Linked DNA regions of Mustela erminea: region 2 is linked to region 1. Evidence: chromatin contacts called from public Hi-C data. All regions are on one chromosome and are shown on one strand. The core of a region is the stretch at or near the end of the contact, and the rest is flanking DNA. Distances in the headings are between cores, read along the strand shown.

The links. A called contact is a pair of places that touch in the nucleus more often than the background predicts.
Region 2: a contact with region 1 is called in a Hi-C map of fibroblasts, with 2.4 times the contacts expected there. The contact joins two enhancer-like sites. A contact is called at or near these places in 2 of 3 Hi-C or Micro-C datasets (fibroblasts and spleen).

The regions. Positions count from the first base shown.
Region 1 is chr18:16,683,816-16,688,306 of mMusErm1.Pri, reverse strand. SMYD4 (SET and MYND domain-containing protein 4) reads right to left here. Exons shown (of 11, transcript XM_032320203.1): 6 at 2,735-2,917; 7 at 2,166-2,329; 8 at 1-37. Among named protein-coding and RNA genes, the nearest start is that of SERPINF1, 19 kb to the left of the region's middle. Within about 2 kb of position 3,051, the one cell type or tissue checked has open chromatin away from gene starts, as enhancers often do. A contact at or near this core is called in fibroblasts, where this site is marked.
Region 2 is chr18:16,780,327-16,785,175 of mMusErm1.Pri, reverse strand. All of the region lies in intron 24 of PRPF8 (pre-mRNA-processing-splicing factor 8), which reads right to left. Among named protein-coding and RNA genes, the nearest start is that of PRPF8, 15 kb to the right of the region's middle. Within about 2 kb of position 3,460, the one cell type or tissue checked has open chromatin away from gene starts, as enhancers often do. A contact at or near this core is called in fibroblasts, where this site is marked.

The sequences.
Region 1 (4,491 bases), core at 1,802-4,301:
TACAGGACGTGCTGCCACAGCTCAGAACGTCACCTCCCTGTGAAAGCCAGTTTTGTCTTTATTCCTGTACCCCCGTCGGTTAGCAACACCGCATGTGTTTTACATTATAGGGTCACTCTGCAGCTTCCAACCCTATGGGGCAAAGAGATGCCCTAATAATACACCACGACCAAAGCCTGACTCAGTTGGGTTTGACGCAGCAACTCTAATGAAAGCCCTAGGCGATCCCTCCCTGAGATTTAATTTTTGCAACCAAAATTAAACTGGCACAGATTAGAGTTTCCTTCCGTCTCTATACCCCTCTCCTGGGTCTGTATGGGTCCAGAACTTTGGATGACGGACAGATTTCCAGTGATTATGAAGAAGCCATCAGAGTACAGAGTCATTGAAACCACTCTGTTATGCACCTGAAATTAATGCGACATTGTGTGCCAATGATACTTCCATTAAAAAAAAAAAAAAAAAAAAAAAAAAAAAAAAAAAAAGAAAGAAAAAGAAAAAGCCAGGGGTGCTTGGGTGGCTTATTCAGTTAAGCATCCAACTCTTTGGTGCCCTGCATTGGGCTCCATGCTCAGTGCAGAGTCTGCTGGGCATTCTCTCTCCCTTTCCCTCTGCCCCTCCCACTAGTTTTCTCTCTCTCTAAAATAAATAAATAGGGGCGCCTGGGTGGCTCAGGTGGTTAAGCGCCTGCTTTTGGATCAGGTCATGACCCCAGGGTCCTGGGATCAATTCCTGCATCAAGCTTCTTGCTCAGCAGGGTGTCTGTTTCTCCCTCTGCCTGCCTCTCCTTCTGCCTGCCACTCACCCTGCTTGTGTGTGTGCACTCGCTCTCTGACAAATAAGTAAAATCTTAAAAAAATATATATTAGGGATGCCTGGGTGGCTCAATTGGTTAAGCGGCTGCCTTCAGCTCAGGTCATGATCCCAGCGTCCTGGGATTGAGTCCTATATCAGGCTCCTTGCTCGGCGGGGAGCCTGCTTCTTCCTCTGCCTTTGCCTGTCTCTCTGCCTACTTGTGATCTCTCTGACAAATAAATAAATAAAATCTTAAAAAAAAAAAAAAAGAAAAGAAAAGAAAACCAATAGAAAGAGATGCCAGGAGAGGCCTTCCCACATCTGACCTTAGGTTTGTAACTTCAGCTTTACAACACGACCAGCTCTACAATACACTTACGGCTCCCCAAAGAATACCATCTCCTCAACAGAGAAAATTTTTGAGGTGGACTTTGGCTATTTTTTATTTATTCATTTATTTATTTGGGGGCAGAGGGGCAAAGAGAGAGGGAGAAAGAGAATCTGAAGCAGGTTCCATGCCCAGCATGGAGCCCCACACTGGGGCTCGATCCCAGGACCCTGAGATCGCGACCTGGGCTGAAATAAAGAGTTGGACGCTCAACCAGCCACACCACCGAGGTGCCCCATTTGCTGTTTTTTAAATGCCAGTGTCTCGACCCTCATTTGGCAATGGCAACGTGATTTCTCCTGGGGATCCTCTCCCACCCTCCCACAGCCAGTGCCTGGTGGCCAGGGGGGTGGCCATGTGGCTTGCATCTGACCCATTCCTCTGGGCCAAACGGCTGGAGGAAAACGATGGGAGTCTGATTAGCCACCAGCCATGGGTATCAGGTAAATGAAATGCCATAAAATTTTTGCCCAGACTGCTGTTAGAGGAGCACACATCTAGCCTCCCAAGCCAGAGGCTATGAGGCTGGATATCTTGCTACCACCAGAGGAAGTCTGTTTGGGCTAATCGAGAAAGCAGAATTGAGGGAGGCAGAGAGAAATTGGGTCTTGGTGGCATTATCTGAGCCCTTGGATCTCTGATTATCCCGTGTGTGTGTTCCCCAATAAGAGAAGAAAGTGGGAAAAAAAAAAAAAAAGTCGTTAGCTGAAATATCCTCGTCCTGGGACCTTTCAGTGATTTACTTGGGCAAATAACTTCTCAGGGTCTTCCCAACCCCAGACTGGTTCAGGGGGGATTTTCTGTTATCTGCAAGACACAGAGGGCCAGCCTCTCATGTAGTTCCGGGGAAAGGTGTGGGCAAGATGGGCTGAAGGGGAAGACACTGCGGCTCTCAGCTTCTCCTAAAGATGTACGGCCTCCAGGCTGGATGACAGACCAGCTCCAGCAAATGTGGAGAGAGGAAGGGAGGAGAGAGCTTCACCTGCAGGAGCGCTCCGCAGCGGCCACAACAGAATGCCTCCCACCGGGGCCCGACGGTGGCTCTGTGCTTCTCCTTCTGACACACCGGGCAGCTGCAGTCAAAGAAGTACTGAGCCCTCAGCTTCTGCTGCCTGTCGGCGACGGCCATCCTACTGTGGTGAGGCCCTGTGGAGAGACCACACTTGGCCGATGTTGAAGGCAAGGGAGAGTCGAGCGCTACTTACAAAAACTTCAGCTCAGCAGGAGCGATCCTCCATCATGCGATGAGTACCCTTACTTAAACATTTGTGGCACTAGATAGAGAAATAAGCTTCTAAGTTGCAAGGGAAAAAAACCCCTAAAGCTAGTCTTTGCCCGTTTTTTGGACGAGGAAGTTTATGGGATTAAGCAGGGAGATACATGATAGCTTAGACACAACAGGGCCAAGGAAGGAGGCCAGGAGCACCCCCCCCCCCTTTTTTTTGGCCTCAGTGTGTACTGCCTTCACCTGTCTGGGGGTTTGCTCGTTCTCATTCGCCCTGTCCTTTCCTGCCAGAGAAGGGTGGCTCGTGATGAGGAGGGAGGGCTCACCATAGCAGTGCAGTATCTCTTGCCCTTTTGCAATCTTCTCTGATGCTCGGACGGTGGCGACGGTGTTAACGAAGGACATGCTGGTGTTGGGGCTGCAGGAGTGGTTCAGGAGGCTGACAACAGGGAAGATGCCTGTTGCAAGGCGGACCTGCCTGCTGTTGGTGACGTTTTTCTCTTCAGATCCTCAAAGCGTACAGGAAAAAGGAAAAATGTGTCAGGACATTAGTCTTGGCCTCGCTGTCCATCCCTCAGAAGATGAGCTGGGCCACTGGGCCTGAAGCCCATCTGAGTCAGAGCTCCGGAGCCGGATCCAACAGACATCAGATGGAACATGACTCACAGCAAACCCTCGTCCCCAGGAAGCAAAGCAAATGAACACATGAAAAGTCCACCAGAATCCTGGAACCTAACCACTGTGTCTCAATTCCAGAAAAAATCCAAAGATTAGAATGCATTAAATAATAATAATAATAATAATAATAAAGGAACTGTCAGTCGGGAGCCTTCTAGATAGACAGCTTCATAATGTTCACCAGGACACAGAAATGAGAGTACCTGCTGAGGTTATTTCCCAAAGGCTTCTATAGTTGAAGCTGCTTTTGTTTAACTGGTCTTTGGTTAGTTAATAGAATAAGTAACCTAATTGTTCTCTCAAACTAAGTAGGTTTATAATATATTTTTAAAAACCGTATTTCTTAAGCTTACCTGGTTCCTTGAGCCGTCTGTCCCAACTTTGTGGGAAATCAGACAGCAGCAGTTGTCATTGAAAAAAACCTCTCTGGGGGCACCTGGGGGACTCAGTTGGTTAAGTGTCTGTCTTGGGCTCAGGTCATGATCCCAGGGTCCTGGGATCGAGCCCCACATCAGTCTCCCTGCTCAGCGAGGAGCCTGCTTCTCCCTCAACCTCTGCCCCTCCCCAAGTGTTCATACTTTGTCTCTCTCTCTCAAAAATAAATAAATAGGGACGCCTGGGTGGCTCAGTTGGTTAAGCAGCTGCCTTCGGCTCAGGTCATGATCCCAGCGTTCTGGGATCCAGTCCCACATCGGGCTCCTTGCTCAGCGGGGAGCCTGCTTCTCCCTCTGCCTCTGCCTGCCATTCTGTCTGCCTGTGCTCTCTCTCTCTGATAAATAAATAAAATCTTTAAAAAATAAATAAATAAATAAATAAATAAATAAAATCTTTGGGGAAAAAAACAAAAAAACCCTAAAACCTCTGTGGAAGGGCCCTACTCAAGAGAGTCTCATGTCCCAAACAATCTCTTCTTAGAAACACAATTAAACAGCAATTTAACGACATGATTGAAAATTGGGAAGGAAGGAAAAGGCCTTCAAGCAGTGAGGCTATTTCTGCACCAAAGCTCCCACATTTAGATTTACAGATGAGGAGGTCTGTATCCTCTCATGCAGTCCTATTTGCTCTTATTTTAGCCACGGTTTTAAATGGCTTGGTTATTCAGTTCCTCAGCCCAGAGCAGTCGAGAAACAGAACTAATAAGAGGCAGGTTTTCTGACAATGGCAGGAGACAGGAAGACAGACAGGAGAGGGAGGCAGAAAACTTACATAAGAATAACAGCCTCAGGGCAAACAAAAACACTAGTACCACTCAAGCTTTACACTGTGACACTTTCTTAACCAGAGGTTCCTAGACTGATGGCCTATCTGAGTGGGTTTTGTAATAGCCATACCTACCCATCTCAGGGAGACGGATGCACAAGACAGATAACCTTGGGCATCCAGAAAGGCTTGAAGTTGTGTT
Region 2 (4,849 bases), core at 2,211-4,710, 96 kb before region 1:
GTCTGTCAAATAAATAAACAAATAAGCAAGCAAGGAAGCAGGTAAGTAAAAATAAAAGTAAATGTATGGCTGGACAGGGAGATGAATAGCCAGATAATAGATATATGTCATAATACATTTGTCCAAACCCACAGAACACCAAGAGTGAACCGGAAGGTAAACTACAGCCTCTGGATGATTATGATGTGTTGGTGTAGGCTTATCCTTAGTAAAGAAGGTTCCATTCTGGTGAGTGGTGTTGATAATGAGGAAGGCTGTCCATATGTGGGGGCAGGGAGTATAACAAGAAATCTCTGTCTCTTCCTCTCAATGTTATTTTAAACCTAAAATTGTTCTAAAAATTTAAGTCTAAAAATAACTAACATGAAATAGAAGTCAAAACAAAACCCCCAAAGGAACACAAATACATCTACTGCCAGGCACAGATGTTCTCTTGAAGTAGGTCTAACTTATTTTTTCATTTTTTTTTTTAAAGATCTTATTTATTTGACAGACAGAGATCACAAGCAGGCAGAGAGAGGGGGAAAGCAGGCTCCCCGTCAAGCAGAGAGCCCGATGCGGGGCTCGATCTCTGGACCCGGACATCATGACCCGAGACGAAGGCAGAGGCTTAACCCACTGAACCACCGAGGCACCCCTATTTTTTTCATTTTTTAAAGATTTTTTTTTTTTAATCATTATTTAGAGAGAGGATGCCTGGATGGCTCAGTCAGTTAAGCATCTGCCTTCGGTGCAGGTCATGATCCCAGGGTCATGGGATCAAGCCCCTCACTGGGTTCCCTGCTCTGCAGGGAGCCTGCTTCTCCCTCTCCCTCTGCTTGCCCCCCACCCCCACACTCTCAAATAAAATAAAATTTTATAAAAACAATATATTTAGGGGCACGTGGGTGGCTCAGTGGGTTAAGCCTCATGATCTCAGGGTCGTGGGATCAAGCCCCGCATCACTCTGCTCAGCAGGGAGGCTGCGTCCCCCTCTCTCTCTGCCTGCCTCTTTGCCTGCTTGTGATCTCTCTATTGAGTAAATAAGTAAAATTAAAACATACATAATACATATATATATATATATATATATTTTTTTTTTTTTTTTTAAGAGAAAGTAAGAAAGAGCATGAGTGGGGGGCTGGGAGGGAGAAGCAGGCTCCCCACCCAGCACAGAGCCTGATGTGGGGCTTGACCCCAGGACCAGATCATGACCTGAGCCAAAGGCAGATGCCTAAGAGACTGAGCTGCCCAGGTGCCCCACCCAGGCACCCTTGTCCCTCTGGCTTTAGACTTCCAAGTCATCTGGACATGCAGAAAGGGATTCCCTGGTGAAGGAAGCAGAGTAGGGAGGCAGGAAACCAAGCAGGAAGGTAGCCACAAGGCCCTTCCCAAACGGAAGCTAAGCAGACTGCACCTCGTAAATCAGACTATCCAAGTCCATTTCTGCTTTTCTTCTATTATTCCTGGACCTCACCAAAACCTGCTTAAATGTCCCAGCCTTATTTTATAGCTAGGACCGAAGGGAACAGTCCTGTCTCCAAGCTCTAGCTAGTGTGCTACATATACCTAAAGCAAGAATGACGAAAGGATCTAAAGTGGTAGCGGCAGCGATGATTGCAAGCATCCAAGGAGGAAGGACATTTTAGAGGAGCTTAAGATTCAGCCACCTCTTACCCTACTGGATATTTCCCTCTATCAAGACTAGAAGACCAAGAAATTTTATTCCAAGTACTTTGCCTCAGGAAATAAATCCCTATATTCTATTATCTGATCATAATCCCTGATTCCTCCAATTAATGATGGCAAACCTTTATTAAGTAATTTATTAAATATAACGTACTATATTAATTTTCACAAAAGCCCCCTGAACTAGGTAACACGTTCAGAATTCCCATTTCTTAAAAGATTATTTATTTATTTATTTGACAGGGAGAGAAGTCACAAGTAGGCAGAGAGGCAGAGGCGGAGGGGAAGCAGGCTCCCCTGCTTGCGGGGCTCAATCCCAGGACCCTGAGATCATGACCTGAGCCGAAGGCAAGGTGCCAATGAGGCACCCAGACACCCCGTATCCCCATTTTAAAAAAATATCTGAGGTGGGGGGAGAGAGAGAAGCAGTCGACTCCCCACTGAGATGGGAGCCCTGGCTCGATCTCACAACCCTGAGATCATGACCTGAGCCGAAATCAAGAGTCAGAAGCTTAACTGAGCCACCTAGCTGCCCCTCAGCATCCCCACCCCCCCATTTTTTTAAAAAGACCTTATTCACGACAGAGAGACAGACAGATAGACCACAAGCAGAGGGAGAAGGAAAAGCAGACTCCCCACTGAGCTGGGAGCCTGACGCGGGGCTCTATCCCAAAACCTGGAGATCATGACCTGAGCTAAAGGCAGATACTCAACCACCTGAGCCACCCAGGCACCCCTCCCCATTTAAAAAAAAAAGTTTAAGTAATCTGTAACCCAAGTTGGGGCTCAAATTCACAATCCTGAGACCAAGAGTTGCATGTTCTTCCAACTGAGCCAGCCAGGCACGTCATCATCAGTATCCCCACTTTATGAAAAGAACTAAGGCCCAAAGTGGGTGACATGCCCAAAATCCCAACTAGTTATGACAGAGCTATGATCTGAACCTGACTGGACTCCAGAACCTGTCCTTCTAACTGCTTCTAAACTGTTTCCCTAACCTATGACCTCACAGGCTCTGAGCTCTCAGGTTCTCACCTCTAACATATCTATCTACTCCTTTGACCCCTACACTTTCTCCCAAGACCTCTGGCCTCGTCTAGTCTCTTCCTACCCACCATGCCCATCCAAACAAATCCAGGATCCCAAAAGAAGCCAGCACTCTGGATTTCCCTGCATCCAATCCCTTACCACTCCACAACAATCCTCTGGCAACCCCCAATCCTGAATCACCTCACTGCCATGATATGATGGACTTTGTCCATCCTGTCACTGAGTAGCTAAGTGTTTCTGGGAAGAACTCACACTCAAGAGTTGTCCTCATTTTCCTGACACCCACCTGTGGCACAGTTTCTTCAACAATCCTATTATTCCCTCACCGCCATGCTCAAGTCCAACCCAGGCAAAACTGAGAAATTCAAGATTGTAATTTCCCACTCAACTTTATATTCACATCTGTCCAGACCTCTTTTCTTTTAGGTTCAGAGGATATTTCCCTCTGCCTGTCCTTTACTGTACCCCCACATTCAACTCTTGGGAACACTGCTCCATTACTTACCACACGGGTCTGCTGTACCCTGAACTGACCCCTGGCTCCCTAATGGGAACATCCTCAAGCCAATCCCATTCAAAAATAGTGCCTTGGCTTAGATCTCCCTCTAGGTGGCGTATTATGTCCTTCTTCCTTTTACTCCAGCTCTGGCAAGTTGCCGGTCCTTGAAGTCTCCACTCCCTTACTTCCCATAAAGCCTCAATCTGGCTTCTCTCCCCACTATTTCTGAAACAGCTCTTGCTAAGGTCACCAATGACGTCCTGACCGCCAAATCCAATGGATTCTTTTCAGGCCTTATCTAACTAAAACACTCTTAGGCAACTGACACCCTTAAATGCCTGCCTCAATTCCTGACATCCTTGGCTCTAATGAGCTGGCACTCTCCCAGTCTGGCCACACTGCTGCTCAGTGTTTCCTATGGTTCCAAATTCATCCCTCTGCTCTTCTTTCCTTACACCTGACCTAGACAATCTTGCTTACTCTTGAACTTTAAACCACCACCTTCGACAGACTCCTAAATCTACATCTTCCACCTAGACATCTCTTCCAAGCTTCAGATTGCAAAATATCTCCATTTGGACATCCTATAGGAGCCTTGAAATTACCCCAATTACCCCTCACTGCTCTTTCTCACCTCATTTCTCCCTCAAAAACTTGAAGTCCAAATTATTTTTCAGCAAATCTAAAAGACTATCAATTTAAGGTGGGAAACACACACACACAAACATATATACCTTGGAACAGAAGAAAAAGGATATAATAAATGCCTGCCAAACACCTCCATCTGGATGTTCCCAGGAACCTCAAACTTGTTACATCCTCAACTAAATCTATTTATCTTCCCTCCTAAACCTGCTCTTCTTCCTGTACTCTTCCAGTTGGTAGTGTCAATATCTACCTAGTCAGCCACGCCCAAAACTGTTACTTTCCTTTCCCTCTGGCATTCCACCAAAATGAGGCTCTGCTGACTTTACCTGCTAACTACTTATCAGATCTGCTCCTGTCCCCTCACTGTTGTCATCACTGTCATTGGTAATTCAGAACCTCCAAACCCCAAACCTGATTTTCTACCCCAACCCAAACCCATCCTCCTCACAACTGCAAGAAGAATCATACCTAACACAGAAATCTGGAAAAGTTGCTCTTAGACCTAAGACCCTCACAGGATTTTTTAAGATTTTATTTATTTGACAAACACAGATCACAAACAGGCAGAGAGGCAGGCAAAGAGAAAGAGGAGGAAACAGACTCCCTGCTGAGCAGAGAGCCAGACGCAGGGCTCAATCCTAGGACCTGGGACCAGGACCTGAGCCAAAGGCAGAGGCTTAACCCACTGAGCCACCCAGGCACCCCCCTCAGAGGATTCTTAACAAGGCATGCAATACCCTCCAGGATCTGGCTCTTGCATATCTATCCCACCCCTGTATCCCAACATTCCCAACTCAACAACCATACCCCAATAAACCTAAGCCTTGTATAGCCCCACACATATCATGATAGTTATCTCTCCAAGGCGTAAGGCTGAAGGAATGCCCTCCCTCACCTGCCTCATCATGTTACTTCTTCCAGGAAGCCTTTCCTCTCCCTCTCCCAGACTGGGCTACAAACATTAACCTAAGTCTTCTCAAATAT